Regions from separate parts of the Mus musculus genome. Here all the other regions are linked to region 1. A link is a contact called in public Hi-C data. All regions are on one chromosome and are shown on one strand. The core of a region is the stretch at or near the end of the contact, and the rest is flanking DNA. Distances in the headings are between cores, read along the strand shown. Region 1 holds the start of Zfp367 (zinc finger protein 367). Region 2 holds the start of Hnrnpk (heterogeneous nuclear ribonucleoprotein K). Region 3 holds the start of Nsun2 (NOL1/NOP2/Sun domain family member 2). Region 4 holds the start of A930018O16Rik.

Region 1 (7,334 bases), core at 2,216-4,715:
AGGGACACTTTTTCTCATTCTCAGCAGGTAAATGATATTAGATAAATTAAAAAATTCAGAGTGCTCAACAGACAGCCTGGTAGTTTACTCCTAACATTACAAAGTGCCCACTCCACGACAGGTAAAAAATGGTAGCTACTATTGCTAACAGAATAAATGTTTCTACGATGATTAAAAGCCACTATATACAAATCAATTATGTGAACACACAATCTAGATGTTTGGATATTAAAAGTGGATACAGGTCAGACAGGGGCAAGATCGGTGCCCTACAGCATATATCATGAATACAATATGAACAGGGAGTACAGGGGTACAGACAGGGGAATATAGTACCTGGGAAGACAAGGACTCTGTAGTTGTTCTTGGTCTCTCCTAGAATTCAACCACAAACGATAATGCTATATATACACAAATAGTGCTAAGTGACCTTAAAACGAGGGTCCAAAACATGCTGGCAGGTGATAGGTGCTCTTTACCCACTCAGTGTAGGGTGAAAGCTGACATAGGGTGTGTACAACTCAGATGTTAACACCTCCCCTGGGAGTCATAGCAACAAGCAGAAACAAACGCTGATCTCCCTCACAGCTGTTAGTGCCTTAGAGTGACAGAATGAAGGGTGATGGGAGCACTGCTGACACTAGCCATACTACACACTCATCTCCATCTTCCTGGAAAGTGAGCAGATTCAGCAGCCAAGCCAGCATCATCACTCACTCAAAGCCTGGAGAAGTAGATCATCACCGTAAGAACCTCAGCGCCAAAACAGCATAAAGGGGGCTGGGCTCCCTCTCCCTCTTTAAACCAACAACATCTTGACCATAAATAAATAAGGTCACTTTCTCAAATAAAGGCCTATTCGAATTTTCTCTCTTAAGTTGAGAATCCTAAATGAATTTCTGGAGCTGCCCTTGAACCACTCCAATAATTAAAAAAAGAACTAGACTGTTATCAAATCAATTCTGAAAATTAAGTGTTCTGTGAGAAGGGGAAAATATACATCTATATCAGCCCTTTCATTTCCACATTACTTCTAGTATACTTCCCTCTGAAAGGGGTAAAGATGTAGAAACAAAACTCAAGCTTATGTACCGTGAGTACCGTGAGAACATGTACACAGATCTATGGAAAGAGAAGTCTGATTCAAGCCAAAAGCACACACCTATGATTTCATCTCTTTACAACAATTCTCACCAGCTCGAGACCGGAGGCAGGAGGATCTCTGAGACTGAAGCCACCTTGTCTACAGAGTGAGTTCCAGGACAGTCCAGGCTACACAGAGAAACCCTGTCTGGAAAAACAAATAAATACAAGCAACAGCAGTTCTCAACCTACGGGGTCCAGACCCCTTTGGGGGTCGAACAACTCTTTCACAGGGATCACCTAAGGTCATTGGGGAAAACAGATATTGACGTTATGATTCATAACTGTAGCAAATTTATAACTATGAAGTAGCAACGAAAATAATTTTATGGTTGGGGTCATCACAACTGGAGCTGTATTACAGGGATGCAGCACTAGGAAGGTTGAGAACCACTGATTTACGACAGTTTTTTTTTTTTTTTTGATAATCCAAAAATCAAATTGAGGGGAAAAGGGGACAGAGAGATAGCTCAATGGTTAAAAGCACTTGTTGCTCTTCCAAAGAACTTGAGCTAGATTCCCAGCACCCTCAAAGTGGTTCATAAAACTGACTTCAGTGTCAGTCATACACAAGTGCAGACACAATATAAATTAACTACAACTTTAAAAAGTCAAATACAAGAAACTTCCACGGTATTTTTGTATGTCACTTAACTGTACAATGCATTTTCTAAGGACTAAAATATTGAATTAATACAAAAGTTATAGATACCTAAAGTACCTAAGATGACATGTCAGGAGGGGCGACCTGAAGCCAGCAACAATAGCTGTTCCTTACACCAACGCAGTTTCTACTACCAACATCTCTACTGTTCTTTCAAATATGCACTGTGGTGCAAGTTTCAACTTTACTGCTCTATAATAATACCACTAGCTAAGTACCTACTTCCTCACACAAAACAGTTTCACCTTTTTGGCTACCGCCCATACACAATGTTACCAAACTTGCTTCAATTGATAAACTAGGCATCCCTTAATCCGCTGGGTAATTTGCTTTGCTACACCTGTAGCAAATCAAGTTATTCTGGCAGTCAACCAACAACAGAAAACTGCATATTTATCTTGCAATACCATGTATTCGACACACAGATTTACCGATACCTTCCTGAGCTCTGATGAATGTCCAGTATTAAGTCTAGCCCCATAAACACACTCCCGGTTCCTTCCGAGCACAGTCACCGTGTGCCAACACTCCCACTAGCTAGCTATACATACGATTTTCATGAAGACGCTTTAACAAACTCCCTAACCCTCAGCTGCTCCGGATGTAAAGGGTATAGTAGGGCATGGTGTCGCTAGCCTTGAATTCCAGCACTCGGAAAGTAGAACTCTGAGAGTCCCAGGCAGGCCAGGGATACAGTGCGATACTTGGCCCCCGCCCCAATGTGGGCTGGAGCCAAATGCTCACATCCTTCCTTCCCACATCTAAGCAGGCCGAGGCCGCGAGGTTACAAGCACAGCAGTGCAAGGCATCTGGACACAGCGAGCCTCCCCCTCATCACCCCGCTGCACCTGCTGCCCTCAGACCGGCCTTCGCGCCGCACCCGTCACATGACCACCTTGCCCCCAAAGGTCCGGTTTTGGCGCGCGGCAGTGACGTCAGCGTCCTGTCAGCCACCGCCCCCGCCACCCCGCTTTTCCTCTCCGGCCCCGCCCCGCTGGCGAGCGGCGCCGTTAACGGGCCCCAGGCCGCCCCGCGCCCGGGGCCGCCCGAGCCACTCACCTTGAGGTGGCCGCTGTCTGGGCTGCTCGCCTCCTCCTCGTCCTCCCCGCCCGACACGGCGGCCACGGAGGCGGAGGACTGAGGCGCACCCCGCAGCGTCGGGAGTTCAGCCGCCACGGGCAGTCCGGCTGAAACGACGCCGCCCGCCGCCCCCGGGCTGAGCGTCACGTTATGCGCGTTCTCACCCCAGCGCCACGGGTACACCATGAAGTCGCTGAAGCCGGGGCTAGTGGGGACGAGCGGCGGCGGCGGCTCGGGCTCCCCCACGCTGCTGCACGGAGGCGTTGCCGGCGTGGTCCTGATGACCGATACCAGTACGCGCTTCGGGGAGTCGTGGCAGAAGACGACCGGCGGCGGCTCCGCCATGGGTGCCGGGGCGCCGCGGATCATGCTGGCTCGTCTGCAGCCCTCGCGCTCTCGGCGGCCCGAGCTTGCCTTGCTCGCCCGCGCTGCTACGTCTCGGCGCCTCACAGCCGCCGGCTCATGGCAGGCGGCTCCGGGCGATCAGGCTGCAGCAGCGTTGCTGACAGGAAAACGGGACGCGAGGCGCCGAGTCCCCGAGAATAACAACCTGCCGCCGCGGTCCCCGCTTCGGCTTTTCCCGCGTTACATTTCGCGCCTGGGCGGAACCAGTCACCGCGAGGACCCTGCGGCTGGCCACCGCGACGAGTGACAGGTCGCGAGAGCCAATAGCCGGGTCCAGGCTGTGTTCCGTCCGGAGGGGGCGGAACCAATTCGAGCGCGGGTCCTTACTGCCACGTCATTGGCCGCCGCTCTCATACTTTTTTGTCTGGAGGGCCAACTGCGTTCGAAAGTCTGTAGGAGCGCGCGTCTTGTCCTGACACACCCGTCGGGAGCCCCACCCTGGCCGGATGACTCCTGCGAAGGTGGGGAGGGGGAAAGAGGCTGTTGATTGGAGGAGCTGCGGGAAAGGGGCGTGGTGGTGGGCGGGGCGAGCATGCTGGGTCCCTCCCCCACCAGAAGAAGAGGGGGTGTAAAGAGGGTAGGAGTCTGGAGAAGTTGCAGTGGAGAGGGCCCTCCCCATCGCCCCACCCAATCCGCCCCCTCCCGCGCGCAGCCAGTTTAAAGGGCTGAGGCCGCGCCCGTCCCACCCCACCCCACCCACGGCTGCTCAAGGCGCCAGCAAAGCACCACTTCTTTTTGGGCGTTGGGGGGTTGTTGTTGGTTTTGTTTTGTTTTTCGAGACAGGGTTTCTCTGCATAGCCCTAGCTGCCCTGGAACTCACTTTGTAGACCAAGCTGGCCTCGAACTCAGAAATCCACCTGCCTTTGCCTCCCAAGTGCTGGGATTAAAGGCATGAGCCACCACCGCCCGGCTTGTTTTTGTTTTGAGACAGGGTCTCTATAGAGTCCTGGCTGCCCTGTAACTCCCTATGTAGGGACCAGGAGGGCCTCGAAGTCAGAGATCCCATTCGCCCCCCCCCCTCCATACACACACACACCCAGTACTGGGACTAAAGACGTGAGTCACCACTCCTGCCTAAGGGCATGGGTTCTTAATGTGAGTCCCGTGACCAGCCCTGCTACGGTTCCCGGACTATTGGTTCTTGCTGCCAGGCTCGGGACCGCGGTGGGACGCATGAGCAACCATTCGCACAGTAGTCAGCTCCCGGTCGTACTTGCTTGCAGTGTTTCCCAGGCAGTCTGATGGTGGTAGCAGTTCAAAGATTTTTTAAAAATCTCTTTAGAGGCTAAAGGATAGAACTGGCAACTGGAGCTCATTTGCTTGCTGCGTTTCCCAGGCAGCCTGTTCCTAGTAGAGACTCCATAAAGATTTTTATATCTGAATGAGTATCCAGTGGTTAAGCGATAGAACCGGTAACTAAACTCCATCAAATACAAAGCTATGCCTAAATTAATTTAGGCACCAGAGTGTTGTTTTAGAGAAAACTGCCTAAATTAACAAATCAAAGCAGCCAATAGTGTGACCTTATTTTTAGCCACATCTTTATTTTGGGTAAATAAACTATACCTAGCAAGATACCGAAGTCAAATTTGACTTTATGGAGAGAAAGTAACTTGTGAACTGAAGTGAAATGTTTCAAGAAGATACATTGAGTAATTTGTATCTTTGAAGTGGGACAAGTAAAAGTATCTTTAAAAAAAAAAAAAAAAAAAAAGAACAAAGCAGCCAGAGAAATGGCTCCATGGTTAAGAGGACTTGCTGCTCCTCCAGGAGACTTGGGTTCCAAGCTCCCAGTGGTGGCAGTATGTGACTTCAGTCCCAGGTGATCTGCTTCCCTCTTGTAGCTTCCTCTGACAATGCATGCACATGATACACATTCAAGGAAGCCAAACACTCATATACATTTAACATTTTAAATTGGATTTCTTTTCTGGAGGCTGGCTGGGTACCACAGCTTGTATCTACTGTATGGGGGGGTGGGGGGCGGGACGGGAAATACAGTCTGATTTTAATAGTCAATCTGGAAACGGAAAGTTCAGCTTTTGTTTCCCACAATGGGATAATATTGTAAACGACAACAGAAACCTTACTACATTGTTTCAAATCCACTAAAATACTTTGTTTCATAGTTGATAGTGAAAGTTTAAAAAATAAAAAAAAAAGATATAGCTATCAGGAACACTTGAATGAAGGGCTGGGCAAGAGGCCCACAGGTTAAACACTGGCCAATAATTACTATTCAACACTAACCTGCTCAAGTGCAAGATGAATCACCCAGAAAGCAGAACACTGACAAGGTTTCTAAAAATTACCCTTGATGAAGGGTAACCTGGCAACTCCACTTGCTTCCAGCCACAAGAGAATGAAAAACATGCCAGGAATGTGGTGAGTTTGATTCTGGGAGAACTGAAGTCACTCTGAGCTGCTTCTTGCTCCACTTTGATGCCACCAGGGGGCTATATGCAATGTGTGCGTATATTCCTGATGTCTATGTTCTGTCCTAGATATAATTAACAGCCTAAGGATGTACACTAACTCTGAAGACACTAAAACCCGTCACAGACGAGCAGTGGTCTCCTGCTGAGACTAAAAAGACAGGGTGCTAGTGCATGCCTTTACTCCCAGCAGGTGTCAAAGGCAGGCGGACCTCAGAGTTTGAGGCCACCCAGGGCTACAGCTACACAGAGAAACAGTCTCCAAAAGCTAAAACTCAGCAAGCAAAAAACCAGCTATACTATTTCAGTGTTCAAAATGTAGTCCCTTGGGGGTGTGGCTTATTGGTACACCTAGGCATGTGTTGTAAGGCTTTGGGCTCAATCCTCAGCATGAAAAAAAGCTACGGAAAAAAAGCTTGATAAAAGTCTGTCAAATCTTTTACAATGTATCCTAAAGCCTTAAAAAGAAAGTAAAAGGGGGCTTTCAACTTGAACATGTAGAACTTGAATAGAGTCAAGAAGCATGACTATTGCTATCAAAGCAAAATTTTTTATCCTGTGTGAGACACAAAACAATTTAAAAAGTATAGAGAGGGCTGGAGAGATGACTCAGTGGTTAAGAGCACTGACTGTTCTTCCAGAGGTCCTGAGTTCAATTCCCAGCAAGTACATGGTGGCTCACAACCATCTGTAATGGAATCCCTCTTCTGGTGTGTCTGAAGACAGCTACAGTGTACTCATATACCTAAAATAAATAAATATATCTTTAAAATATATAGAGAGATTTAGTGTCACATCTAAAAATGTACATGAAGCAGCTTTGAAAATGGAAGCTGAAGGGCTGGAGAAATTGCTCAGCAACATTTGCTGCTCTTGCAAAGGGCTTTGGTTTGATTCCCAGCATGCATGTCTGGTAGCTCATAACTGCCTGAAACTCCAGTTTCAGAGAAACTGACATCCTCCTCTGAACTCTGGGACACCAGCATATACACATAAATATATACAACTTACATTCATTGAGTTCCCAGTATACAAACATCCCTCTTGTTTTCATTAATCCCGAGCAATTTTATCTGATCCTTAACAGATTCTAATAAAATCCCTGGATTAAAGAACCTATTTTAAAGTAATTTTCTAATTTACAACAAATATTAACCTTCTGCTTTGAAACACTACACAGTTCTTGTAATCAACAGTTCATGTTGGTGATATTAAGAGGCATCATTTAATAAAGGCTAACAAAGTACTATCTGTGAGGTGTCTAGAAAATGGAACATGGAAATTAAGAAGAATGAGGCACATGATGCTTTATATACTTATACCTACAGAAATGAAATAACTACCTTATGTCTAGACAGACTATTACCAACATTAGCCAAGAATCTATGAAGAACAACTCACAAGCCCTGATTTTATAGCCTGGTCTAATATAACTAAAGAAGCATCCAGCAAAAGAGTTACAGGCTAACTTTGTTACTTTGTTTTCTGGGATGATCTGAGAGGTCACAGTTTCAAAGCAAAGGACAGAGAAAGGACAAGTGGAAGAAAGGAGAGAATAGAACCAATGCTATCTGTCTTAATTAGCTTTAACTATCAACTTGACACAG
Region 2 (7,334 bases), core at 3,317-5,816, 5.8 Mb before region 1:
AACGTCATGGTGGGCAACGCAGGGGTAAGTCGATCCAGTACATGGGCAACGGAGATATATGGCCAAAAAAACAAGGAGAGGGAAAAGGGGGAAAAGCAATAAATTTTAATTTAATACAAACTATACTCATACTCTCAATGAAACAAGCTTAAGTTGTTCTGAAGACTAACACAATAATGGACTTCTCTATACCTGACCGTGGCTTCTTAACATTTAAGGACCTTAAATGATGGTTCTAGGTTTTGTTTTGTTTTTTAATGTTTCAGTAGCAGGCTGGCTCGTGAGGGTAGACACAAAACCTGTCATGACTCAAAAGTTTACTGAAATTGAGGAAAATGGGGAAATAACCCAGATAATTATACAGAACATCTGGATTAAGAGGAAAGAGGTTCAAAGACAAAACAAAAATTCCCACACCAAACCCCCAAATATTAAGACTGATTTGGTTTCATAAGGTATAAAACACATCTTATAAGCAGATTTATAAAAATTACAACGAAATCTAAAGTTTATTAAGAGAAACACAAAGATCTGTTACCAAGAGAAATGAAATACTGTTAGGTACTCAAAGTTATTTGCCTCAATTTTACCAAGATAAACATTAAGAAATGTAGATAGTATGAGGGAAAAAAATAAATTTTGGTGTAATCAGTTCTAGAAATACACACACACTTCTGGTGCTGCCAACATTTAATGTGTCTAATCACAAGAGTCAACCCACTATAAATTATGAAGACTCAAATCCTAGGCAAACAGTTCTGATTGCCAAGATTAATCTATTCATTACCCATATTTAGAAATCAGTCAGCATGAGCTCCATGTTGCAAACTGTGGAACAGATGATTTAAAAGAAAAAAAAAGGAAATAAAGTTTTTATCAGCCATATTCAATGGCTTTCAGAAATGACTAAATCCCTCTTACACATACAAGAGGAATTATACAATTAAGGGTTTTTACACTTTGTCTCCATTCCTAATTAAGATGTTTTAATCTTATTTGAAATGAATTAATTTGAAGGGTTTTATTAAAATATGAAAAGATTTAATTATGTTCCACCTTAATCAGGGTTTTAAAAAAAAAGAAGTCATTTACATAACCATTAATTATTACAAATGGTTTGTAGCTAGTCAGTGATTTCTAAGATGTGAACCTTTAAAATTCTAGAAACATACAATGAATGTGCTTGCTTGTTCAGTAGTTTAATACTTACGTCTGTACGGAGAGCCTTAATATTCTTGCCTCCTTTTCCAATCACTGCTCCAGCATTCTGGAATAGACAAAAAAAAAATTTTGCATTTAGAAAATTAGTATTTTTAAGCTATATTTTTAACTTCTAATGTTTGCACAGCACTGAAAATCTTGAGAAAGAAAAAAATCAAGATGAATAGTTTTATGGTCTTTGGAGTATTCAGAACACCAGGCATGAATATAAAATTCCTAGAAAGCACAGATTACAAGTGCCCTCTTGTAAAAAAACAAACAGAATCTAAACAGTACCTACTTTTATATTGTGACTTGAAATAAGTGATGGGGTAGACTTAAGTAAACTAGTTTCCTGGGGAAATAAGATGCAACCAACACTTAAAACCTGTGTCTACAGTTACTCCACTCATCTCTCTAGCTGATCTGTGGTGGACCCTGGTAATAGGGCTTTCACCATTAAAATTTCAGCACTACCGGCAGTTCTGAAATCTGCTTATCATTAAGAACCACAACTAAATGTGATAGCGCACACTCGGAATCCCAGTAATCAAAGACAGAGGATCAAGAGCTCAAGGCCCGCCTCACCTGTGAGGGGTCTCAAAACAAATGAACCCTTTAAAAACCTTTTATTCAACGTGTTATAAAATTCTGAAAGGTTTCCAGAGCCAAAGCAGAGTTCAAAGTGAAAAAGCATCCATTTATATTTAACTACTAACCAACCTCCAAATTTTAAAGAGCTTATACCTTGCTCTGAAGCAAAATGCGCAATTCAACCATCTCATCAGTATTTCTAGATCTTTTAAAGGCTTGCTCCTCTTCCATATCTTCTGCAGGGCGTTTACCTAGAAATTAAAGTTTAAATTTTCAATTAGAAACATCCCCCAAGAAAGGGTAATTGAAGCCACTTTTTAAGTCCCTGCCTTTGTCTCCCTAATATCCCTAATATCAAAGGCCTTATTTTAATAAGTATTTCAAAGGATTAAAATGTTGGTTGGAAAAACTGTACTGCTTTTTAACCTGTGCAAGAAAAGGTTACTTCTTTTCATAAAAACCAACAGACAAACTCAAGACTACAAAAAAATGAAACTATATAAGAGGTAAACAGAACATATCAAAAACATTTATGGTAATTAAAGTAACAGAACAGAAAATACTAATTGGTTATAATTAAAGTATCTTCTCACCAAATTCACCATTGGTTTCGGTGTTGGGGAAGGTTTCTTCTGGCTGTTCGGTCTCCATTTTCTTGAATTAAATGGATCCACCAATCTGTTGAAAAATAAAGAAGCTAGCTAGTACATTGGCTTATCAGAAAGCAAACACTCTTTTGCTTAAAATCTTCCAAAAAAAAAAAAAAAAAAAAAGGATTCTGCTTCCAGCACACACAAGTGACATCCTAGTGCTACAGTAGTATATAAAAACAAGGTCTGATTCGAGGAAACTAAAATATTCCTAAAAGTGAACTGTTTTTAAAAACTATAATTGAGGAGAGACAGGCATAATGGACTTCTTTTAGACTAGATTGTCTCAATGAAGCACACCCTAACCACCTCCACCACCAGAGCCTTGCGCCCCCCCCCCCCGCAAGGGGTGTGGGGGACCAGTAATTCCGTCCTCAGCAACTTGCTTCATTTCATTACAACGGAAAAACTAGTCGACATATAATTTTGTTCACGAGACTAATTCTTGAAAAGACCACGTCTTATCACAAAACTAGTGTTATAGTAGGGCTAGTAGTAATTTTTTCCCCGCCTTTGGTCGTGACTGACAACACTAATCAATGAAATCTGCCAACTTTAAAAAACTTAGCGGCAAATACAAGGTACATTGAACTTTCAGACACAGAAATCTAAAGAACCAGATGGAAACGACCACCATTATTCAGCAAAGCCACGGAATCTTTAATCACCAACACCATTATTTTAGGCAACGTAAAAAAGGCTATTTCCCAACAATTTTACCTCTAACCCAACTCTCCAAGACTGCAACCAAACCATCACAACTGGTCCAGTTAACTCGTAGTCCTACCAAAGCCAAGGACCAACACAGGATCTTAAAGTCGAGGCATCACCCTCATGCCTTCTCCTATTCCAAAACGCCGGCAGCAAATGACGATCCCTCTGGGGACCACTTTAAATGCAGAGATCGGCCGGCCACTCCGCTAAACCCCCGGCCGCGGGGGTAAATGGATTCAGGCAAATCAGCCGGGTCTACGCACACAAACAGGCCCAGCCAGCCCTCTCGTCCCGCGGCCGCTGTTCCCACAGCGCGCTGGTGTTAACAGGTCCGCCGAGCGAGACCGACCGCGCGCGCTCGCCTCCCGCCCACGGGCCGGGCCTGGAAGCAGCGGCCAGCGACCGTCGCCGAGCGGCGAGCCTCTCCTCACCCGGATCCGACAGGAAATGGCGGCCCGCGTAATGGCGACTACGTGCGACTAGGCGGAGTCGCGCGAGACCCCCCTCCCCCACCCAGCACGCGGGCTCGCGAGCGCCCGTCCCCCGCACCTCCCCCACCACCCGAGACAAAGCCGCCGCGGCCGCCCCATCGGCCCCGCCGCGCAGCACCCCCCACCCCGGAGGTGGGGTGAGGAGGGAGGCCCACGCCGTGGAGGGACAAAGGGCGGCCGGGGCGCACACACACACACCACACCCGCGAGTCCACCGGACGGCCCGGCGCTCCCTCCACACGGGGCGCCCGCGTCGCAAACCCACAGGCCTCTCCTTCCCGGGTCCCTCAAGCCACCTAGCGCCGGCACGCCAACCGCAGGGGCACGCTCGGGGAAATGGCGGCGGTGGGGGGAGGGGAACCCGGGCAACGTTCCCCGGCGGGCCACGGCCGCCCCGAACGCCACCCCGGACAGCCGACTACGGCGTCCGACCCCGCTCCAGCCAGCGCGACCCGCCCGTCCCGCTCACCGCGCGAGTCCGCCGTTGCCTCCCGGCCGCGCCGCCTCCGACGGTCGGTCACTGCTAGACAGAGAACGAGGACAAACCCCCTCCCACTTCAGCGTCGCGCCCCATTGGCTGCCCAGGCTTCGGCGGTGGTGCGAGCGCGAAGCGATTGGCCCGTGGCCGCGTCAATTACGGCGCCGAGAACCCCGCCTTCCGCCGGCGACTCCCTTTGGGCTGGAAGGCCGCGGGCCTGAGAAAACTCGGGCATGGGGATAGCCCAAGCCGCCATCCCGGGGCGCCAACCCGCTCCGGGGACTCGCTACCCCGAAGCCCTAGCCCACCCAGATACCTACAGGCCGCAATCGAGTGGGAGACGAGCACGACGGCGACGTCCGTGCAGCGGAGAAGCAGAGGATAATGGCGTCTGCAGCGCTGTCGCCTGTAGCGCCCTCCTCCTTTCTCGTTCGCGCACTCTGTGGTGAGGGGGAGGGGAGTAGTGACAGACCTCTCGCGAGACTTCAGCGGCGCTGCTCACGTGTGCCGGGAGGGGCGACTGCGGGGGGATTTTCGAGCCCCGAGGGAGTTTGGCGCGATTGGAGGAGGGACGGTCGCCCCGTGAGCGCCCGATTGGGCGGGAAGAAGTGAAAGAGGGAAAAGAGAACCCAGCTGGGAACGGGAGAGGGAGAGCGGCGCGCGGCCCTGGGATCACGCTGCGGTGCGAGGCGAGGCGAGGCGAGGCGGGAAGGCCAGGTCGGTCGGTGCTCCGCCCGGGTTCCGCAGCTACCCGTTGTCGCGTCTCGCTCGCCCCCTCCCTCCCCGGCGCTGCGGGCTCTGCGCCCCCTCCGCGGCGCCCGGGAAACCCGCTGTGCTAACGGCTCCCCCGGCGGGGAGGGCGGGGGAGGGCTGGAAGCGGCGCCCGCTCCCAGGGAGCCCGGGGCTTACTTCCGTGTTGGGCCGGTGCGATGCAGACCCCCCGGGAACGCCGCGTAGGGAATGCCCGCGCGTCCGTGCTGCAGCGCTCCCTGGGACCCTCCCTGAGAAAGCTCGCAGGCACACTGCCCCGCCATGGCTGCCCCACCAGGGGAAGGGAGGGTCACTGCGGGTGCTCGCCTCGCTCCTCATCCTCACAGCAGAGCTCCACGGTCCCCAGACTCTGGCTGATGTCCGGATGTCAGCCTGTAGGGGTGACCTCCAGTTAGCGAGGCGTGTGTGCGAGCGCACCCTGTCCTACCTTTCCCTCGAATAATCCCAAAATGTGCACACCGGCCAGCACCCTGTAAATCGCTCCGTTACAGAGCGGTCGAGCCATCCTTTACCTAACTGACAGAAGAGACTGGGGCTTGAGGATCTGGTGAGGGGGCTCTCGTTCTGAGACAGCCTAGTGTAGCCCTGGCTGTCGTGGGATCCTGTAGATCTCCTGCCGCTGCCTCTCAAACGCTGGCATTAAAAGCGTGTGCCCCCACTCCTGGCTCAAGATTTTTCATATGGTGGTTTTTGACCCGGAGGGTCTCTCAAGAGATCCACCTGCCTCGTCCTCCCAAAGCAGGGATTAAAGGCAAGCGTAACCATGGCCAGCTAAAGTTAGTATTTCTTTTTTTCTTTTTCTTTTTTTTTTTTTTTTTTCCGAGACAGGGTTTCTCTGTGTAGTCTTGGCTGTCCTGGAACTCTGTAGACCAGGCTGGCCTCGAACTCAGAAATCCAATGCCTCTGCCTCCCAAGTGCTGGGAGTAAAAGCGTGTGCCACCACTGCCCGGCAAGTTAGTATTTCTAGTACAACATTTTTTTTTTCCGAGGCAAGGTTTCTCCGTGTAACCCTGGCTGGTCTGGAACTCAGAGATCCCCCTGTCTCTGCCTCCCGAGTGCTGAGATTATTGCCTGCATAGCCGCCTCCACCACCCCGCTAACAACTTTTTTTGTAAATGAGAAGTGGGAATCTAAAGGAAACTACAGAAATTGTCTTGACTAGTCTCTAGTGAGAAGTTGCTTCCTCAAGATTTCATGGCAGGATTGTTCTTGCGCCCACCCCCACCCCCCAGTTATACCTGTTTGTTTTCTTCTCTCACTTTTTTAGGTTTTCTCTTTGAGTAATCAAAGTGTCTTTTGTCCGTCCTTCATTTTCTATTTAGAGTTGGAGGTTTTCAATTCCTTATTAAAACCTCAGACTGTAGCTCAGTGGTGTAGCACACTGAGTGCGGAGGCCCTGGATTTGGGTGTCACAACAAAGCCCATGCCACTTTGTTTCCTTTAGTGGCTCCTGGGTAACCATTAACCTAATGCTTTAGTATCAATTTGGATTCAGTATGACTTAGCTGTGAGATTTAATATAATTTCAACAGTTCAGTAGCTGGCTGAGAAAATATTTGAAATACTGTAGGCACCATACCCCGAGTTCTGTCCTGTTTGCCACTTTGTGCTGACAATTCAATGCTTATTACAGTACTTTGAATACATTGTGGGTTTTGTTTTATGTGTGAGGGAGTTTTTTGAAAAGTAGAATAAACTATGATGGTTCATGCCTTTGATCATAGCAGCTGGGAAGCAGAGATGTGAATCTGTGAGTTCTAGGTCAGCCAGAGCTACATAGTCAAACTGTCTCAAGAAACAAACAAAACTAAGGTAAGAGGGCAGACAGGTGAGATGGAGCAGTGGGTGAAGGTGTTGGCTGCCAAGGTAAATTTCATCTCCAGGATGGGGGAAGACCAGACCTTACTCTCTTGACCTCTAACCTCCACACATGTGTATATAATGAAAAAAAGTTTTAAAAAGTATTGAGGATAGAAACCATATTCAAGATGACAGAACAGAGCTGGGTTAGAGACTCCTAAGTGGGATTTTCTCTCTAGTTTTATTTTTATTTATTTTTTCCTCAAGATAAGGGTTTCTCAGTGTACCCCTGGCTGGAACTTCTTCTGTAGACCCAGGCAGTCCTCAAACCCTGAGATTTGCTTGCCTCTGCCTTCTGAGTGCTGGGAATAAAGGCATGTGCCACCAGCCAAGCTTTGTGGCTACTTCTTATGTCAACAGTAATATAACGGTTTTATCCCTATAAAAGGTAAGGTCTATTACCTTCCCAGAACTCTAAAGTCATCTTAGTGTCTTTAACAAGTTAAAATGGTGTTAGAAGTAAGTGCTTATTTATTTATTTATTTATTTAAACATTTTGTAGTGTGACTAAGTGGGAGCCAGGGGATAACCCTGTGGGACAACCCTGTGCAGAGTTCTCTTCTACCCTATTGGACC
Region 3 (7,334 bases), core at 3,521-6,020, 5.5 Mb after region 1:
CACAGGCCTTTAATCCCAGCACTCAGGAGGACATAGAGGCAGGTGGATCTCTTGAGTTCAAGGCCTGGACTACAGAGTAAGTTCCAGGACTGCAGGGCTACCCAGAGAAATCCCGTCTCAGAAAACCAAAATTAAATAAGTAAATGTATACATAGATAAATAAAGTGAATTTTCCTTGTAAGTTGAAAAAATGTTTTTTTCAGGGTCTCTGGGTTCAAGTTCAGAGTGCTGAGATTAAAGGAATAAGTATATCATCACACCCATATAGGTTAGAAAATGTAAAGTTATACTAAATTATATAATACTCCAATAGAGTCTGAGTGAGATGGACTTATTTCTCTCCATTTTCACACTTACTTTCATCCTCTTTCTCCTCTCCTGGGGATCAAATTCAATTCTTTATGCATGGAGGGCACCCAGAATTTAGTAATTTCCAAGTTAAGTGAAATTTCTGAAATACCAATAGCTAAATGTAAATTTAGGTCCTCCGGGCTTATTAAATTCCATGCAAAGAACTATTTATTGTGTAGCAATATGCAGGGCCTCCCTAAAACACTTCACAGTGATCGAACATGCATCTGCAGCAAACACTGGTCTCTGAAAGAATTCAACCTTGGCCACTTTTGTCTTCACCCACTCTGTGTCACTAAGTGTCACATATACAGAGCACAAGAAAAAAAATCAAACTGAAGGGTTTGGGGCTGGGTAGGAAAATGAGAAGAACACAAGATGTGTTCTTTTAGTGCGAAGTGGACTGCTTTTTGTCTATCTCGGAGGGTTTAACAAATAAGATTATTCACAAGCTACGAAGATAAAGAGGGAAATATAAGCAAGGTGGAAAGGGACCGTCAAATAGAAGAGGTAGCCCTGAAGAGGATGATAGTTATAAGGCTGAGTTTTGGGTAAGAAAACTTAAACAGAACAATGGGTTATTTTGGTATGAGAAAGAATTCTGTGAGATAGAATGATTCCCTGTCCCCACTCCCCCAGTTGAATAGCTGGGTTGCTCCAGACTGGGAAGAAAGAAATAAAGTAGAACTAATGATGAATCAGGCTACCAGGGGGCTGAGCAGGTAGCAGGTTTGTGAAGCACGCTAGGAAAACACCCGTGCTGCACATGTTTGGGATACATGTATTCTCACTGCTAGACGTTAGTGCTGGCACTAATGTCACATGTTACGCTTGTATGAAGCTCTGGGGAAACTGAGACCCCAGTCCGTGAATTGAGAGGTCAAGTTTAATGGTTACAACTGGTCTCAGCTCAACCCCACTGGTCCTCTGACTTATCTGATTGCTTATCTCTAAGGCACGGATCCCGGTACAGATCTGAATTTGCCTCTGTGCCTCATTCTGAACTCTGTAACTACTGTATGATAAGCGTCTGCAAACGCATGGATTTGAATAAGACAGTGATGTTTAGTGCCTATGAAACAGTGAAAAGAGCCTCGCAGTGGGCTCATGAAAACTGCTCCTTCTCCTTCTAAGTTTCCCATTTATGTGCCTGAGATAAGGGCGCTTGTGAACACTGATCTCCAGTTACCATCCCTCGTTCATAGGACCAGATCAGGCAGACTTCAGAGGAAGTACTCCATCAAAGACGGAAAAGGTGACAGCTGTTCAAATAAGAATCACTTTCGTCAAGTACTAATGACAGATAAAGCCAATGAGCAGTCAGAGAGGCTTGCACGTATGTGTTCCTGACAAGACTTATCTCTCCCCAGACTCTGCCAGCATCAGAACCTTGAGCGATGGTCACCACAACCTCACACCAAAAATAACTTCTGCAAGGATGTCTGTTTAACCTTAAGACTGTCGACCCTATCCCCACTCCTCGTAACTCTTTAGGCCAAGTTATTAGCTTCAAAATACTGTATGTAATCCATAGGCTGCTTTTGATAATCTTTTTGGCTGTACAATCGAATACGGCACATACGTTCTCATTCCAATAGTCTGTGAGTCCCCTCCCTTCTCTCAGTGCTAGGGACAGAGTGCCTCCCTTCTCAGAGCCTTCACTGCACATCTTAAGGGATTGGTCTGCCACTGTGCTACGTTCTCAGTCCAAAGGGAATCTCCAGAATTTGTAATTTAGACTTACATACCTCTAGCACTTTGCCTTGCAGGACCTGCTTTTATCCATTGCAGACACACACAGACACAAATTCTGGTGTTCTTAAGGAGATACTTCTGTGAACAGGAGTTCAGTGGATATTCAGACAGCAGTAAGGTCCCAGCCTTTCTTAAGAATAAACCAAGCAATTTGATAACAGCTTTATTTCATAGGCCATATCTTTTTTGTACTTGTGTGTGTCTGTGTGTGAGAGAGAGGAAGGAAAAGAGGGGCAGAGGGAGGGAGGGAGGGATGGAGGAAGGGAGGGACGGAGAGAGATGCGCGTATGCCACAGAAGAGATGCATATATGTGGGTCAGAAGACACCTTCGGCTGTCGGTATTTACCTTCTACCTGTTGTTCGCTGCTGTGTATACCACCATCTTACCTAGCTCCTGGGCCCTAGGGGTTCTCTCATCTCTGCATTCATTTCCCTACAGGGTCACTGGTATTGCAGAATCTTGTGTGGGATGCAAACTCAAGTCCTTGGGCTTGAACGGCTATGCACCTGCTGAGCCATCTCCTCAGCTTCTGGAATACTCTATCAACAATTTGGGTTACACAGAACTCAGTCTTCCTTGTATGTTGATTGTGCCCTCATATAAAGGGCCTGCATTAATACTGACAAGAAATCAGTCAAAAATCAACTCCCCAGCCCTGCATGGTGGCGGTGCACATCTTTAATCCCAGCACTCATGAGGCAAAGGCAGGTGGAACTCTGAAAGTTCAAGACCAGTCTGGTCTATAAAGTAAGTTCCAGGACAGCCAAGCTGTTACACAGAGAAACTCGGTCTTGAAAAAACAAACAAAACAAAACAAAACAGCAAAAGATCAATCAACTCATGTACCATAGTGGCCACAGTGGACTTTGGGCAATAGATCTAGAAACTCATTCTTTCTCCTCACTGGATTTAAGAAAGCAGAGGCTATTAACACAACAATGCATTCTCCCAGCCTCTCTGGGAAATGAATACTTTAGGATCAGAGAGGATAAGAGACTTTCCCATGTCCCAAATGTCACAGAACTCAACTTCCTTAGATATAGAGACATCCTTTTTTTTTTTTAATTGTGCACTTTTCAGAATCTAGATGAAAACATTTAAACGTTATTAATAAATGTTGGGTCAGTTAAAGATAAGACCTAGAGACAGTCCAGTCCAGTTTATTAGAAAACCCAAAGACTTGAGGCGGTCACTAAAACATTTTTCACATAACACCTCCTGGGAAAGATTCATACCATCTCACACAGAGAAAGCAAAACATCTCTGAAATTGCTCCAGTCCACATTCGGGGTCCACAGTGGTTCCAGAGTAGGTTGTTAGCAAGCTGAAGCTAGGTCACCTGGCTATGGGACAGGCTACCAGGGATAGATTCCCCAAGGGGGAAACAGTAGAAATGCAGCTTGGATGGCATCGCAGATACTCCTTAGGGCGGAGTCTGCAGATGGGCAGGGAAGAAATCCGGACCACTGTGCCACTATCCCTGACCAGACACGAACTTCCACCGCTTCTGTGCGGTCCTTTCTACCTCCCTTTCTAGACAATCCTTTGTATTTCGGAATTAAGTCTCTGAGCCGCGGGTCCTCGGGAGCAAGCGCAGGAGGGAAGACCATTACCTTTGCACGTAGTGGATCAGAAACATAGCTAGCAGGACGCGGTTAGGCAGGTTGCCCAGTCGGGCGGCTGCAGGACGGATGCACTCGTACAGCGGCCAGGCCATTGAAGGCAGCTCCTGTAGGAACCAGGCAGGTCGCGCGGGCACTCGGCGGCCGGACCACTGCGAGGAGTAGCGGCCGTAGGAAGAGCCCACCATCTGGAGCCCCACGAAGGCCACGAAAGCCAGGAAACCCTCCAGGTAGACTAGCGCATCCAGTAGGCGCAACTCATCCAACTCCATAGCTGAGGTCGAGCAGCGTGCTCCATGCTCGGATGTCCAAGTGGAGCCACATATAAGCTCAGGAGGAGGGCGCAGAGCAGCCCACAAGGGCCAGCGCTCCAGCAGGGTGTACCTGCCCAGGGGAGGGGCGAGCCACCTGCTCGGGCGGAGACAGGAGCACAGGCTAGCACCACCAGAAGATACCCTCCCGCCCGTAATCCAAACGAGAGAACGATTGGGTAAAACCCCGCCCACACAGGGAGCCACGCCTCTTCGGGGGGAGGGCGCCTTAGTCTCGAGCCCCGCTCCTCAGAGCCCCGCCCGATCTTGGAGCGCTACACACATTGGCTGAGAGCTCCTTTGGCTCGCGAAAAGTTCTGCCGGAGCTCCGCCCCCTCAGCGCCACAGCGGAGCACCAGAGCCTCGCATCACCCACAAAGTCCCGCCTACACAGCAAAGACCCCGCCTCTTCGCTCGAAACAGACTCTCGCTCCGCCCCGCCTAACTTGCAACCACGCCCCTCCACAGTCTAACCCGGACAGCGACAGATCGGACAACACTCCATGACTCTCTGCGCACGCGCTACGATCAGGTCGTCCATGCAGGTGCCTGAGTCTCTGTGTAAGACGGGGAGATTCACGCTCAGTGGCGTTTAAGGTTGATTTGAGGAAACACGTTCTCTATAGGAATACCACCCTTTTTTTTGCGTGAGTTCTCGGCGGGAGCATGTTGTGTCTTTCAGGCATATTTTTTGACTGCCTCTGCTAGGACCCAGCCGCGGGGTCCTCGGGATGCAGCCGGAAGTGCAGCGTGCGTGCGGTTTGGTGGGTCGCTGTGTGCGCTCCGCGTGTGCAGCCGCGTGGGCCATGGGGCGGCGGGCGCGGGGCCGGCGGTTCCAGCAGCCGCCGCAGCCTGAGGGCGAGGAAGACGCCAGCGACGGCGGCAGAAAGCGAGGCCAGGCGGTAGGCGCGGGGACGAGAGGGGTGTCTGGTGGGCTCGCGCGTGCGGAGCTTGCTCGTGGGCCGGGTTCGCGGGTGTCGGTCGGAGCTTGCTCACCTGTCGCTTTCCTGGCAGGGCTGGGAAGGTGGCTATCCCGAGATCGTAAAGGAGAACAAGCTCTTCGAGCACTACTATCAGGAACTCAAGATCGTGCCAGAGGGAGAATGGGACCAATTCATGGAGTCACTCCGAGAACCTCTCCCAGCCACACTGAGAATCACTGGGTACAAAAGGTACGTTTGCTGTGTCTTTTCTGAGGTGTGGACTTGGGGGCTGTAGTGCACAGGAACGTCCTCGGTGGGACATTAGAATATGAATAGAAAACGCGACCCGGGAAAGACTTGGGTCCTATGGGGGACCATCAGAGCAGCAGGAATCTTTGCCTCTCTTGCACGTCAAAGTACGTTGTCCGCAAGACTCGTGGCAATTAAAAACTGAAGCTGTGACAAAATGCAGTATTGCTTTTACCTTATTTGTAAGGTGTGTCCAACAGAACAGTGAACTGGAGGGAGTTAGAAAATTGATGGTGTTGCTTTCTTAGATGTTAACAGGGCCTAGGTGTTAAAAAGTCTGCACACCCCGGAGCGCTTATGGAACGTCTTCTCAGAACTGGTTTTACGTTTAAAACACTTGGCAATCTTAAAGCTATTAAATCTTACCAACTCACCTTCTTAGATGACTGTGAAACTTGCTTTTTTTTTTTTTTCCATAGCCATGCCAAAGAGATTCTCCATTGCTTGAAGAACAAGTACTTTAAGGAGTTGGAGGACCTGGAAGTAGATGGACAGAAAGTTGAAGTTCCACAACCACTAAGCTGGTGGGTACAGAATGCTTCCTCGTGCTGGGTGTTTCTTAGGTCCCCAACCCCCTTTAATGCACTTCTCAGCTCTAAAGTCACTGTCGGCTTAAAGAGCTTGGTTGTACTTTCCTTTTTTTTTCTTCTTATAAAGATTTACGTGTTTATTATATATAAGTACACTGTATTCAGACACACCAGAAGGCATTACAGGACTCATTACAGATGGTTGTGAGCCACCATGTGGTTGCTGGGAAGGACCTCTGGGAGGGAGAGAGCAGACAGTACTCTTAACTGCTGAGCCGTGTACCTAGTCCCTGGATGTATTTTTCAAGCATCTGTTTGTCTGTTTTCCGAGACAGGATTTCTGGGTGTTCTGAAACCTGTAGACAAGGTTAGTCTCAAACTCAGATCCACCTGCCTCTGCTGGGTGGATTAAATCCATGTACCAGCATCATCTGCCTTATTAGATTTATGTATGTATGTATACGAGTGCAGGGAGGCTGTCTTCAGGCACATCAGAAGAGGGCACTGGATCCCATTACCATGTGGTTGCTGAGAATTCAACGCAGGACCTCTGGTCTGGAAGAGCAGCCAGTGCTCTTAACCACTGAGACGTCTCCCCAGCCCCCATCATCTGCCTCTTTTCAAGCATCTTAATGTTCTTTCCTGTAGTGCTTTTATTAACATGAGGTTGGGGTACACATGTTCATCAGTGACTCGCAGTTAATTGAGTTAATGAGTTTGGTTAATTGGTCTTGGGTCCAGCTTCCTCCTTGATGTTCCTGAGTTGCTTCTTGAACTTCTTTTTACAATGACCAGTTTTCCACATCCTAGTTTCCGAGTAGAAGGGAAGACAAGCTCTGCTTGCCAGTCTCATCACAGGTTGCTATGGCTTGTGTGCCAGTGTTTCCCAGCGCAGCCTGCCTGTAGGCTCACATTCAGTCAGGCTTCCCCTGTATCCAGCAGCCAGGCACTCCTGCTCCCATGACAGCCCTTTTATTACCTGTGATCCCTGGCTCTGAAGGTGTAGGATTTCATATTTAATACCTGAAATGCTCAGTAACAGCTCAGATGCTCCACACCCTGAGTGAACTTAAGGAAACTTTTAATTATGGTTTCATATTTAAGATTTTTAGGTAAAATTTTCACAAAAGAAAAATATTTTAAGCAGTTTCTATATAAAGGTGAATTTAGTGAGTCTTTTCTGATAACTATGGGTTTTAATTTTTTTTTTAATGATTTTTCATTTTGAGGCAGGGTCTTATTTAATCATGGCTGGTCTGGAAGTTTCTATGTCGAACAGGCTGAACTTCAAACTCAGAGAGACAATCCCCTCTTCTTTTGAGATTGAAGGCCTATGCTACCATGTCTGCATTTTGGCTATTGGTATATTGATGTTGTCTTTTGTTTTTAGGTAATCTTTTGTGTTTTTTTTTAATCATGGAATATCGCTTGCCATTTTTCACTGGCTATTTGGGTTTTCAATATCCTTCCTTACCATGTTAAGCACAGCAGGTCCGTTTAAATGAGTCCTGGATGTCAGACACTAAAATCA
Region 4 (7,334 bases), core at 1,909-4,408, 5.4 Mb after region 1:
GCAAACTCCACCCAGAGAGCTGAAAGGTGCAAGTGCCCCGTGTCCACCTGGGCAGAGACCCAGACTCTCACCCCACCAGAAAACCACTCACCCTTTCTGGAGGTCTGCGGAGTCCCCCAAAGGCACGTCCCCAGCAGCAGAAAGCAAGCTCAGCAGCCTCTCACTAACATAACAGGCCCCCTCACTGTTAACTGGGCCACGCTCAAGCCAACACTTAACCTTACTTGTGTCTCTTGCTAAGCCAGGCTTGGTGCTGGCCCCACACAGCACAAGACTAGCTTCAGACAGGTCCTTTTTTTGCCATCCAAGATCAGCTCACGTGAGAGCAACCAGCAATAGTTGGAGCCACCTTTACTGTTAACATATAGGGCTCAGCTCTACTGGTGCCCGTTCACTAATTCCTTCCCACCCCCTCGAGAGGTCAGTCACAGTAGGAAACAGACAAGGTACCCTCTCAGGAGGCACTCTCTCACGCACACATGCCAAGCCAGTTAGCAAGCTCCTCCTCCAGGAGTCACCATTCAACACATGCCACCTAGACAGAAAAGGAAGAGTCACCAGGCAGCATCCAACGCTAAACTCTAGCTGGGTTTTGAACCCTAAAGTGAGCAAGTGGGGCTCTGAGGCAGGGCTCAGGCAAGAAGAGTGGCAGAGCCCAAGCACCACCGAGTCAGGCCTTCATCTCTCTTGGGTGGGTGGGGGAAGTAATGGAGGCTCTCGTGAAAGTTGGGGGCTGGTAGAACCTCATCCCACTGACCCTGCTGACCAAGGACACAGGCTAGGCCACAGTGCACAGAAGACCCCAGTCTTGGACTGCCTGAGCATCCTCCTCCAGAGAGTGGTTACAATGTGCTTGACATAGGAAGAGAGACCCAGACTTGGGGGACAGCGGCTAATCAAGAACTACAGACTTGGGAGTAGGGTGACAGGAGCCAAGTATGAATACCCAGGTGGCAATGTTCATCTGTACCAGGAAGGGAGGGTATTTAAAGAAGGGACCATGCTTGTGGGATCAATAGAAATACATGCCACCCATGCCAACTGCACCCATGCTAGACTCTAAAAGCACACCTAGCCCACAGAGGCACACATACTAACAAAACGCCACAGAAGAACACACAGAGGCTGACCAGCTTTACAGACCACCAGAGAGACCACATCAAGGGACACAACTCTCACCGAGGGGCAGATCATGCTGCTGATGCCTAAGTACCCAAGTGGAACTCTGTCAGAGGCTAGGATCCGTCTCCCGGCAGACACCATGTCCATTACAGTTATGTAACAATCCAGAAACCTCCCGTAGGTCCACGGCCACACCTGTCTCACAAAGTTCTACAAGCAAGCACTGCGGGGGAACTGGCAGAAGAAACCAGGCTCCTCCTGGATTTGTAGTGCATGCTGGAGAATCCCGACCCAAAGATCCAAGGCAGGTGAAACAAGTTGCAGAGGGGACAACTGTTTCTATGTAACACCCCCAACCCCTTAAAGAGTATCCGTGTTCCCCACAGACCTCAAACCGCAAACAGCCCCCTAAGAAGTTACCTCAAAGGAGTCCCAGGGCCTAGCAACCACCCGGGTGGACTTGAACTGGGGATGTCGCTCCCTGGAGTGAGGGGGAGGGGGGGAGGTTAGACGCCCTTTAAGAGCGGCAGGAACTGAGGCAAATCAAGCTCACCAGTCTTGAGACTACACAACCACTATTTTGTTTCTAGATGTTCAGAAATTCAACCAATAGGTTGAATGAAGAGCTTCATACTAGAAAAGTCTCACCTGGGGCAATTCCAGACCAACACCCCCACCTTGCTGTCATTGGGGACATTAAACCGCTAAGGTCCTCTGAGCCTTATGGAAAAATTTTTAAATGAAAACACCTTCCTGTGAGTTCACAGGAAAAAAACCTGAGTACTATTAGGTGGTTTTCAGAAACCCCAGGTGACGGTCTTTCTGTGAACGTCTGCCCAAAATTAAAACGTACGAGGTAACCTCAACACACACAAGACTCCACTTCTAAACCTCACTTGATGGCTAAACTGCACCAATACCAAAAACCTACTGTCTCAAAAAAAGGGAACAAAAATTTTTTACATTCAACCTCACTACACTAAGATACAGGATTTAGCCTACAGGAAAGAACACGCGTAAACGCTTCCCACTCTGACAGCCAGCCCTTGCTTCCCTGCCCTGGAGCAGAGGAAAGAAAGGAACCACTTTCTAGTCTAGCCCTAGGCCTCCATCCCGAACTGTCAATCCCCCCTGCCTGGTGGATCTCGATCCAACGGAGTTTTTAAAGTGCCCGCGCCGCTGGCAGCCCCGCGGCTCGGGCGCACTCACCCCTGGATGCCCGGGCTGTACGCGCGGCTCTTCCACGGCGTGCCGGGCCGCGCCGCCTGGGCCCCGGGGCCGCCCCCTCCGCTCAGCGTGGCCGCGCGGCTGCCCGACAGCAGGTAGTTGAGGCCATACGTGCTGGCCTTGTTCTCGCGTTTCCGCCGACCCGGGTGGAACTGGTGCTGCGGCGGCGAGCCGGCGGGCGTGGAGCCGCGTGGGCCCGGGTGTGCGTGGGCAGCACCGTCGGCGAAGCTGAAGAAGGTGCGGCCGCTGCCGGCGCGGCCGAGCGAGGTGCTGCTGGAGGACGACGACGAGCAGCCGGGACTCTCGGTGCCCGACTCGGCGTTGGACGACGACGAGGACGACGACGACGACAGCGACGGGGACTTGTGCAAGCGTCTTGCGCTGTCCGCCGCGGGCCCTAGCGCGGTAAGCAGCGCCGGGGGCAGCGCGGCGGGGCCGGGCGCCGGCGGCGGGGACGAGGCGGCGGGCGCCGGCCCCGGGCCTCCTGCTGCTGGTGCTGCGCGCCCCGCCGCCCCGGGCGCGGCCGCCGTGTCCAGCGCCGGCGAGTTGAGGCAGAAGTAGGACGCGAAGCCGGAGCCGCCACGGCCCACGCCCTGCGAGGTCTCCCAGATCTGCATCCACAGGGCATTGGCCGGCCCCTTCTGCTCCGGCTGGATCCAGGCCACGCGCGGATCCATCCACGCGCCGCCCCCGCGGGGCCCGCGTCGCCCGCCGCGCCCCGCCCCCGCCGCGCCCCGCCCCGCCGCGCCCCGGGCCGGCCGCGCGGACGGACGGACGGACGGGCCTGGGCCGCGCTCCGGTGCGCGCGGATGGGCGCGGGCGGCGCTCGGTGGGGCGCGCGGCGCAGCTGCGGTCCCGGTGGCTCAGGCGGCGCGGGGAGGGCGAGGGGGCCGCGGCGGCGGCGGCGTAGCGTGCGGGCGGCAGGGAGAGGCCATCGAAGGGGCGGTGACCGGCCGAGGGGGCGGGCCCAGAGCGTCGGGCCGTCAGTCAGTCACGGCGCTCCTGCGGCGCGGCGGCGGAAAGACGCCCTCGGCGGCGGCCGGGAACGGAGAGGGATGGGGGCCGCCGCCTCAGCTCCAATGAGGGGCGGGGAGGCGGCGCGGGGGCGGCGGCGCGGGGGCGCGGCCTCCCTCGCGGGCCGCGGCGCAGTGCGCACGCGCGGGGATTTCAAATCCTCACTAGACAGCGCCGCCTTGGTTACCGCGCTTGCGCACTGCGCGCTCCGGGCGGCGGCGGAGAGACAGTGGCGCGGGCGCATGCAGACCAGACAGACAGGGCGGGGCCGGAGGGGCGGGTGCGGGTCGGCGCTGGGCTGTGTGGGCCGCGCTGCGCGTGCGCAGACACGCCAGCGTGCCGGGTGGAAGTTTCCGCGCCGGCTGGTGTGCTGCGGTCGCGGACCGCCTGGGAAAACGAAACCGCTGCGACTGCACCGGGTCGAGCCCCCGCCCTCCCGCCTTCTCCTCGCGTGCTCTGTACGGTGGAGTGACTGGGCAGAGCCGGCCACGCGTGGCCCGTCGCTCGCAACGCGCTCCACCAAACGCGCCTGCTCTGGCATGCGCCGCGTGCGGGCGCCACGGCCCGTGAAGCCGGAAGCAGCTCTGGTGTCCTGTGCGTTTGGTGTGCGGGTCCAGCCCAGCGGGTGCCCGCTCTGCCTCTGCCGTCCTTGGGCCTCTGCATCCGGGCTCCGCTAATTTTGAGCATAAGAGAACTGCTTCCCTCGTGGTCTGTACCACCGTGGAGCAAACCTTACCAAGTACTTGGCCCTTCTCACACTGTACCAAGGTGGAAGTAAGGGCCAGGTAGCGTGCTTACTGCCTTCAGTCAGTAGCGTTAATGCGAATGAATGTTTTATCTCTGGCGTTTTCTGACCACCGGTGTATGTGGAGATCACAGCCAATGAGCAGAGCCTATGCTTTGTGTGTGGTCACGAGTGCCTGTAATTCCAGCGTTTGGGAGGCCAAGGCAGGACGATTGCAAACAGTACACGCAAGCCCTGAAGCCCTGTCCCAGAGTGTGTTGTGTTAAATACTACGGGAAAGAAAAACAGTTCTTGTTTGAACTCAATTTTTAATGGATCTGGGCAAAAGCGCAAAAGTCTTTGCCCTCCTCCGTCCCTCGTTCCTCTTGGCTCTGCTACTGTCCAAAGACAAATTCTTGCCTCTCTTCTCATTGGTCACCTCCGTCTTTGGTCTGTTTTTAAATTGTCTCCCAGGTGTTTTCCCCATATTCCTTCCTTTGCCCCCTTTAATTTTTAACCCACTCAGCCGGTGATCCCAGCGTCTGATATGTCCACGCATATATGCATACATATTTAAGTTGTTACTTTTAAGAAATCAGATCGTCTATCGCCTCAGAATGTTACTGGAGCTTACTCTCTCACTGATCAAAATGTAACAGCCTTGCTAACCTGCCAGACTCCACCTAGTCTTTCCCCATTTTCTCCAGGTTGTCCCAAAACCTCATACGCACCAGCAGCAAGTGTGAGGCACACTCCTGCCCCAGAGCTTTTACACTGGGTCTTACAGCTTCCCCATTTCTTTCCCTGATTTTACTGATTCGGGCACTCAGAAAGCAAGTTTGCTCCTCCACAGTTCTGGATGTCGGCAGCCATGATGTCTCAGAAGGTTTGTACAAGGAAAATTACCCTGCTTCCTGCTTTCCTCCAGGTGTCTATTATTCTTGGCATTCCTTGGCACTGCTTGTTCAGTCACATCACTAACCTGACTCCATCATTGCATGGCACTTTCACCATGTCTGCCTCTTTTCTTAGGACCCCTGGTATGTTGGATTGGGCACACACTAAGAAATGTCACCATAACCTGAGAACATCTGTGAATATCTGTTTCCTTACAAGGCTGTTCAGGCACCCATGAGAGGGGCTTCTGCACGTTTTGATTTCACCGACTATCCAATATATAGTTTTTCTGTGTTCCCTCTACTTTGTCAGAATGGCAGGCCCCCAAGGAGAGACAGGCTTGTTGTCCTCTTCTCTGCTGGACATCAGCTCTAGGACGGTGTAACACAGAAGGTAGGTCCTCCCACGAGTGTTAGTAGAATGGCCACGCACACTCAGTCCCCTTGCCAGCTTCCAGAGTCTGTCGTCTGTGCTGTCAGTTTTTTCTTCTTAGAGTGCTTTCCTTGGTTTTTATAGTCTCACGCTCTGTCTTTGCCACTGCCTTTAGTTAACATGCTCCTTTGATTAATCAGCCACTAGACAAGTCTTTGTAATTAGAGTAAATGTTTTGTTATATGTCTGGTGACAAATGTTTTATGTAAATCAGGAGCAGTACTGTACATTCATTTCTTTTTCATTTATTTTATTTTATTTTTTGGTTTTTCAAGACAGGGTTTCTCTGTATAGTCCTGGCTGGCCTCGAACTCAGAAATCCACCTGCCTCTGCCTCCCAAGTGCTGGGATTAAAGGCGTCTGCCACCACCACCCGGCTCATTCCTTTCTTTTGAGATTTATTTATTTTTTTTATTTTATGTGTATAATTAAATGTTTGTATGTGTGTATTGTAAGCTCACTGCATGTGTGCCTGGTATCCATGAAAGCCACAGAAGGGTGTCAGATCCCCTGGAACTGAAGCTACAGGTCATGAGCCACAGTATGGGTGCCGTGAACCTCACCCAAGTCCTCTGCAAGAGCAGCAGGTGCTCTTAACTGCCTCGCCATCTCCAGCCATAGAAGCTGCATATTTCTTGACACTGAGAGTAAAATTCAGTCCTTAAAACCCTGGGCAGGGAGATTGTTCCCATCAGTTTCCACAGAGAAAGAGCCTAGCACCTTACCTTCCAGGCTCGTAGGGCTCACACAGTGACGTCTGAAAATCCAGACCTGAGTTCCCAGGCTGAGTGGCTATAGCTGAGTAGCAGGCTGCCCTCAAACCCAATGGCAAAAGACTGTTCAGTTTTTCTCAAAGTCAGCCTACCAACTGAATGGTTCCACCGAAATCCCACACAGCTAATCTTGCTGTAAGTCATCTAGCAGGGCAGCCAAAGGCGGGCCTTCCCAGAGGACCACACTCAGCCAGCTGACCATTGGCTGGCAGGCAGCTTGGGCACAGAGGCTCATTACCCCGTGCTTTTCCTTATGCAACAAGCGACCCTGGCTAAAGAAGACAAGAAACAAGCAGATGTGCATAAGCTGGGAGCTGGCACGTCTTCATTTCTCAACACACCATGAACCCAAGTGACAGATACGATCTCGATTGAAACCAGTGGGTCTGTGTATAGTCTTGTCTCAGTGAAAGATGTTACAGTCGCACACATGGTATATTTTACTTATGTGTGTATTGTAAATATGGTATATTTACTGCTTATATGTCTGTGGTCTGTGTGCCTGTGTGAGTTTGTGCACTGCATGCATGCAGATGCCCAAGGAGGCCAGAAGAGGATGTTGGATATTCTGGAACTGGAATTAAAGATGGTTGTGTGCCACCCACTGTGGATGCCGGGGGGGGGGGGCAGCGACGATGAGACTAAACTCATGTTTTAATATCGTGGCTCTCTCTAATATAGAGGCAATGCATGAGAGAGGCTATGAGAGGGCACCTTGATTGTTGTAATCGAGAGAGTCTGCTCCCTGCCATGTGTTCAGTACCTGCACAGCCTCTGCGTGAGAGAAAGCCCAGAGATTCTCAGTGGAGAAAGCAGGGCTGTGTCCTGAATGTACAGAGGGTGATGAGGCTGAGGGAGGGAATCAAGAAAGGCTTCTAGACTGATAACAGGGGGGGTCCATTGCAGGTGGAGGGCTGGCGGGGGGGAGGGGGGATGGGGGGGAGCGACAATCAAGCTCTAGAACCTGCATGTGCTGACGGGCATCGGGGACATGGTGTCATGATGTGTTGCAGAAGGCTGGGGTGTGAAGGGAAGGACAGAAGGAAAGGGTGATGGAGAAAAGAGTCATGGGTGCAGGGTTTAACTAAGGTCAGTAAACAAGGCCAATGTAGTAAGTAAGCTCGAGCTGGAATGGGATGTCCTGT

What was found. Hi-C and Micro-C count contacts between places; a contact is called where the count stands out from the background.
Region 2: a Hi-C map of B cells shows a contact between it and region 1, with 5 read pairs. The contact joins the promoter of Hnrnpk here to the promoter of Zfp367 in region 1.
Region 3: a contact with region 1 is called in a Hi-C map of CD4 T cells, with 6 times the contacts expected there. The contact joins the promoter of Nsun2 here to the promoter of Zfp367 in region 1. A contact is called at or near these places in 2 of 484 Hi-C or Micro-C datasets (CD4 T cells and CD8 T cells).
Region 4: a Hi-C map of CD4 T cells shows a contact between it and region 1, with 10 times the contacts expected there. The contact joins the promoter of A930018O16Rik here to the promoter of Zfp367 in region 1. A contact is called at or near these places in 1 of 39 promoter capture datasets (pre-B cells) and 1 of 484 Hi-C or Micro-C datasets (CD4 T cells).

What each region holds. Positions count from the first base shown.
Region 1 is chr13:64,149,734-64,157,067 of GRCm38.p6, forward strand. Zfp367 (zinc finger protein 367) reads right to left here and starts at 3,466. Exons shown (of 5, transcript NM_175494.5): 1 at 2,867-3,466. The coding sequence starts at 3,256.
Region 2 is chr13:58,397,946-58,405,279 of GRCm38.p6, forward strand. Hnrnpk (heterogeneous nuclear ribonucleoprotein K) reads right to left here and starts at 4,567. Exons shown (of 16, transcript NM_025279.3): 1 at 4,448-4,567; 2 at 2,388-2,472; 3 at 1,948-2,045; 4 at 1,211-1,267. The coding sequence starts at 2,445. Rmi1 (RecQ mediated genome instability 1) reads left to right here and starts at 4,652. Exons shown (of 3, transcript NM_028904.3): 1 at 4,652-4,844.
Region 3 is chr13:69,607,246-69,614,579 of GRCm38.p6, forward strand. Nsun2 (NOL1/NOP2/Sun domain family member 2) reads left to right here and starts at 4,771. Exons shown (of 19, transcript NM_145354.5): 1 at 4,771-4,943; 2 at 5,056-5,213; 3 at 5,693-5,797. The coding sequence starts at 4,848. It overlaps Srd5a1 (steroid 5 alpha-reductase 1), which reads right to left and starts at 4,218. Exons shown (of 5, transcript NM_175283.3): 1 at 3,722-4,218. The coding sequence starts at 4,002.
Region 4 is chr13:69,531,157-69,538,490 of GRCm38.p6, forward strand. It overlaps A930018O16Rik, which reads left to right and starts at 3,159. Exons shown (of 1, transcript XM_011244606.3): 1 at 3,159-4,295. The coding sequence starts at 3,159. The coding sequence ends at 4,040. It overlaps Tent4a (terminal nucleotidyltransferase 4A), which reads right to left and starts at 2,708. Exons shown (of 13, transcript NM_198600.2): 1 at 2,332-2,708.